Regions from separate parts of the Sus scrofa genome. Here region 1 is linked to region 2. The links are chromatin contacts, called in public HiChIP or PLAC-seq maps. All regions are on one chromosome and are shown on one strand. The core of a region is the stretch at or near the end of the contact, and the rest is flanking DNA. Distances in the headings are between cores, read along the strand shown. Region 1 holds the start of INTS4 (integrator complex subunit 4). Region 2 holds the start of RSF1 (remodeling and spacing factor 1).

What was found. HiChIP or PLAC-seq counts read pairs in DNA pulled down with a chosen protein or histone mark.
Region 1: a contact with region 2 is called in an H3K27ac HiChIP or PLAC-seq map of alveolar macrophages. The contact joins the promoter of INTS4 here to the promoter of RSF1 in region 2. A contact is called at or near these places in 2 of 2 datasets of contacts at active chromatin or transcription factors (alveolar macrophages and skeletal muscle).

The regions. Positions count from the first base shown.
Region 1 is chr9:12,430,946-12,433,645 of Sscrofa11.1, reverse strand. It overlaps INTS4 (integrator complex subunit 4), which reads left to right and starts at 1,376. Exons shown (of 23, transcript XM_021062562.1): 1 at 1,376-1,573. The coding sequence starts at 1,520.
Region 2 is chr9:12,276,694-12,279,393 of Sscrofa11.1, reverse strand. It overlaps RSF1 (remodeling and spacing factor 1), which reads left to right and starts at 1,274. Exons shown (of 20, transcript NM_001142834.2): 1 at 1,274-1,283; 2 at 1,286-1,471. The coding sequence starts at 1,286. AAMDC (mth938 domain-containing protein) reads right to left here and starts at 867. Exons shown (of 4, transcript XM_005667169.3): 1 at 747-867.

The DNA.
Region 1 (2,700 bases), core at 127-2,626, 150 kb before region 2:
CAACTGAGGAATCTTTCTGAGCATGTGTAGTCTGGGAGCTTTCATTCACTTCAAGAATGAGAAATATATGGTCTCTTGTGTTTTGTTTTTATTTGGCCACACCCATGGCATGTGGGAGTTTCCAGGACAGGGACTGAACCCAAGCCATAGCAGTGACAACAGAGGATCCTTAACCACTAGGCCACCAGGGAACTCCATGAGGTCTCTTTATCTTTTATCCAAGAAGGAGTCCTTGCTCCTGCCATATATATATATATATTTCTTTTTACAGCTGCGCCTGTGGCATATGGAAGTTCCCAGGCTAAGGGTCTAATGGGAACTGCAGCTGTGCTCTATGTCACAGCCACAGCAACACTGGATCTGAACTGCACCTGCACCTAAGCCGCAGCTTGAAGTAATTCTGGATCCTTAACCCACTGAGTGAGGTCTGGGATTGAACCTGCATCCTCACAGAGAAAAGGGTGAGTCCTTAACCTGCTGAGCCACAATGGGAGCTACTCTTATCATAATTCTTATCTTGAAGTATTTGTCCGCAGGGGACAGATTCCAGTTGCTCAGCCTGGACCCCATCTATCTCCAGCCTCACAGGAACAAAGGAAGGGCAGTCAAGACAGTTCAGTCATAAAAAAGTCCTAGTTCCTCTTCATGGGACATACCTAACAACCTGACACAAATCTTTTGAGTTTTGTAGTTAGTGCCCCACCCAGGTGGAGGACAGAATATTGATGTTGACCCTCTTAAGTCAACTAAAGCTTGAACTCTGTAGACCTTCGCCCCAATTCTGTGCTGAATTCTCCTCTGCTCAAGTGCCTTCATGAGTATGAATGTGCACGCTCCTTAGCTTAAGACTTCCTCAGTTTTGCTATTCAAAGAGACACCACTTTGGTAAAGATCCCTGGCATTCTTATTTGCTCCAAGTAATAAATCCTTCCTTCTTCCCCTCTTCGGCTCGGCTGTATCTTCTGGCTCCACACCCACCAAGGGGCGAACCCAGTTTTCGAGTAACAGCTTGACCAATAGGAGTGCAAGGGACACACAGACAGCCGACAGTGTCAACAGCAAAGGCTGATGGGAAGGTCAGCTTGCCCTCGCTCCCTCAATTCCAGAGGCAACAGCTTAAAGCAGCTCCAGGTTTTGCCTCTACCTCAAGATAGCTCCGCCTCTGCCCTTTCACCCTGTAGTACTTCCTCCCCCGTCTCCCTCCCTCCGCGGCGGTCCCGCCAGTCTCTCCGACGCCGAGACCGACCGCATGCCCCAGGACGCTCCCATTGGCTCCTCCAGGCAGAAGCCCCGCCCCCACGCTGCTATCTCGCTCTCCTTCCTCGGCGAACGCGGCGTAGGCGGCCGAATACAGCCTGGCCAAGGCAGAGCAGTAGAGCAGCAGGAAGCGGCCTCTCTTTCCGGGAACCCCACTGCCTTGTGGGATCGTGGCTGGTTCCTCCGGTCTGGGCCGGTTTTCCCGAATTCCTCCGCCCCGCCTCCTCGTCTGTACGGAAGCTGAGAGGGTCCGTGGGCAGCCATGGCGGCGCACCTGAAGAAGCGGGTGTACGAGGAATTCACTAAGGTGGTTCAGGTAAGCCCTGGAGGGAAAAGTCCCGGAACCCATTTGGGGTAGAGGAAGATTATCCGCGCCCCAGGCACTTTGCCAGAACGAGCGCCACAAAGCTGGGCTGAGTGCGGACTGCTTTGATAGACTGGACTACACTTTAGTGGGCGTGTTCGTTCGCCTCTGCTGCTTGTCATTATTAACATGTGCAGTCTGACACTACAGAAAATTTACAGTTTACAAAAATATATTATTCGTAATCTAATTTTATTCGTAGTACATCAGCATCTTCATTTTACAAATGAGGACTTTGAGGCTTCTGGAGGGGTGCGTGGACACAGCCAATTAGTGGCAGATTCTCTCCCGACTCCCGTTACAAAAAAAAAAAAAAAGCGCGCCTAAGGACAAGGTAGCTGTATGCGAAACTCCAAGAGATTGGAAGAGGAGTTTAAAGTCCTCGAGACTCAGATCAGGCGAGGGTCACAGGCTTTATAGGGATAGAACTTTCTGTTGATGGAACAGTTCATCAAGGAAGGAGGGCAATACCTTTTTCGTTTGGAGTTGTTCACGGACTGGTGGGCCAAGCCCCTGTCAGCAGCCAGTGATTCTCCGTGTATTTCCTCATTGATATTCCTAAAGTAGAGTTCGATATCAAGTCATACCTCATGTTGTGCTTCTCAGGCTTTGTGTATACAAATCACCTGGGGGTCTTGTTAAACTGTAGATTCTACTCACTAAGTAAATCGGGCGGGAGAGGTGAGGCAATAATCTGAATTTCTGACGAGCCCCCAATTGATGCATCCTTAGAGGCATAAGCTTGTAGAGTAGCAAGATTTAGACCATGCAGCAAGACACTGATCCTTAAGCATTTAATTTTTTCCTTTAGCAAAAGTTTATTGAGTAAAAGAGTTGTTATTGTGAGAGTTCCCGTTGTGGCTCGGCAGAAACGAACCCAACTAGCATCCATGAGACGCAGGTTCCATCCCTGACCTCGCCCAGTGGGTTAAGTAAGGATCCCGCGTTGCCATGAGCTGTGGTGTAGGTCGCAGATGTTGCTAGGATCCTGCATTGGTGCATAGGCCTGCAGCTCTGGTTTGACCCCTAGCCTGGGAACCTCCATGTGCTGCAGGTGCAGCCCTAAAAAAAAAAAAAAA
Region 2 (2,700 bases), core at 25-2,524:
ATTTTAGGAACTCTTTTCTTCTAATATAATAGCAACTAATATTTTTTAAGAATTTACAATGTGCCAGGGCATTGTGCTAATCAGTGTACTGTGAATTATCTAGTAAAATCCTATGATATAGGTACTATAACCACTCCCACTTCACCGAAGTTTAAAGAAATGAAAAATCTGCCACGTCCTGAAGCCATTCTATTAGGGCTCAAGTCTTGCTTTTTGTCCTTGCAACCCAGCTGGACCAAGTCTCCTACCAAGTCCGCCCTCAGGGCAGGTGTAGCCCACCTCTGATTCTGGTCCCCTGCAGCGCCTAGTTTCCCAGATCTTCGCACCTCAACAAAGTCCCCCACCCCCACCCAGACAACCGCAGGAGGGCCCTGTCATCTCAAGCCTTGGTTCCCGTGAAGGGCATGGTCCCTTTAGATCCTGGTTTCCTATCAGGACCACAACTCCTCAGGGTGACGATCCCAGCAGAGCCCCGGTGCATCAGGCCGTCGTCCTCCAGAGTCTTCAGGCCCTGCTTTTCCAGCACAGGTGCGGTTCTTGTACTTCAGCAGTATCCCTCAGCAAATTTTCGCTGAGACTTCTTCATAAAAGGTCCCATCCCAACATAATTAATTAATACATTTCCCTTCTCCTATTTTTTTCTCATAATCGTGCTTTTTCCCCAAGTGTCCTCTTATTCACTCCCTTCAACTTCCCCTACTAACCAGTAGCCCAGTTTCAGGTCGAGGAGCGCCCCCAAAACTTACCCAACGCCCTCTCTCCAAGGAGCCGCACTCTCAAACCGCTCCGTGCTTTACCTCTCACCTACGTTCAGGCTGTCGCATCTAAACGCTCCTCCCCTTCGCCCGCCCTGAAAAAGCCTTTCGGCCAGTCGACGCGCGAAGCTCCGCCCCCTTCAGGTTTATTGGTCACCGTTCCTACAAAGTCCCGCCTCCCAGCTTCCAGCCCGCCTCCCTGCCCTGCAGCCCTTGTTTTCATTCCTCCTGTCACACCGAGGCAGTGCAAACCCGAGGTGGGAGGAGTGGAGAAGGGGGTGGGGGTGCGGAAAGAGGGCGGAAAGTGAAAGGCACGGAGCGCCTCTCTTTCCTCCGTCTGACTCGGTTCTCGACTGCTCCGGGCCGCTGTTGTATTGTGGGATCGCGGCGCCGTGCCTGAGACGCTCGGATCCGCAGGGGCGCCCACTTGCTAGCGCCTCCTGTCGCCTGTAAGATTGCCCTGCTATTCCTCGGCACCCCAACTCCCCCCACCCCTCCATCGCCTCCTCCTCCTCCATCTCCAGTTCAAATGGCGGCGGCGGCGGCAGCGGCGGCGGCGATGGCTCCTCCGGGCTGCCCGGGTTCGTGCCCCAACTTCGCCGTAGTCTGCTCTTTCTTGGAGCGCTACGGGCCGCTGCTCGACCTGCCCGAGTTGCCGTTCCCCGAGCTGGAGCGGGTGCTGCAAGCTCCTTCGCCGGACGTCGGCAACGGAGAAGGTAAGCGAGGGGCCCGAAAGCCCGGCGGGAAGCGGCCCTGGCACACTCCTTCTCTTCGTTCTTCGCCGACACCCCGGGCCTCCGCGGCTCTGTCCTCCGGCGGGGGCGCAGTTCCGCCTGGCCAGTCTTCTCCGCCCAGCCCGGGGGGTCTTGGGCAGTGGGGAGGCGGGGCGGAGGCCCCTAGGGCCACTCCGCCCGGCGCCCAGGGACGGTGGGGGCTTGGCGGGTCAGGTCTGGGCTGGGGGCGGGGAAGGGTCATTGTGCTGGTCGGTCGCCCCTGGGACTGGTATCCCGCGGCGGGGGCCGGCCCCCACCCCTACTCCTTCTCGGTGGCGGGGGAAGGCGAGGGCAGGTTCCGGCCAGCTTTGCGCTTTCTCCTCCACCCCTCCCTCACTCCCTCCCCTCCTCCCACATCCTCCGACCATCTCGGGGGAGGCTGGGCTCATCTTCTCGGGGCGCCCCTTTCTCTCCCTCACCTGGGTGGGCGGGGCCAGCGGACACTTCATCTCTCCCTCCTCTAGTGGGAACTCCCCGAGAGAGTCGGCTTGGTCTCTCTTCCCTTCTCCTCCAGGGCCGGTTTAACCCCTGAAACTCCTGTCGGAGGTTTGCTCCTCCTCCTGATGAGGGGGTCCTTCTCCATTCTTGTTTTGGAGGGGGAGGTGAAGTCGGTTCAGCTTCTCCACTTTGGAGGGTAGAGGGTTAATCCCCCCCCCATAGTTTTCCTCCTCCTCCCCACCTTCCCACAAATAATAGAAAAGCATCTCCCGACTTTTCCAGTCCTTCCCCCTTCGTCTTGGCAGTAGGGCTTAGGGGAAGAAGAAGTCGCCCTCTCATTTGCAGGGTGGGGTGGAGTGGTTAGTGTGTAGGCTGGAGGAGGGGCTCAGACGGAGGGGAAAACAGTTGAAGAAGGTGCTTGTTGCTCATGTTTCTCTCTCTGGTGCCGCTGGTCTATTATTGGTGTTCGCAAGTGGTGCTCCTTCCACATAAGGCCACCGCGCGGTGCAGGGCGCATGCTCTGCCCGGCCCCATTGAAACTTCCTGCTGCTGCTGCTGCTGCTGCTGCTGCTGGGTCTCTCGCTGGAGCATCTCCGCGCAGCGCCTGCTGCCTGCAACCCTCACTGAGCGCTTACACGTATTCCCTGTTTATTCTCGATCCATGCCTCCCTTTTTCTGGCACATTTCTTCCCTCAGAGAAGGTTTTATTTGTTGAACTCTGAGCTTTGCCTTTA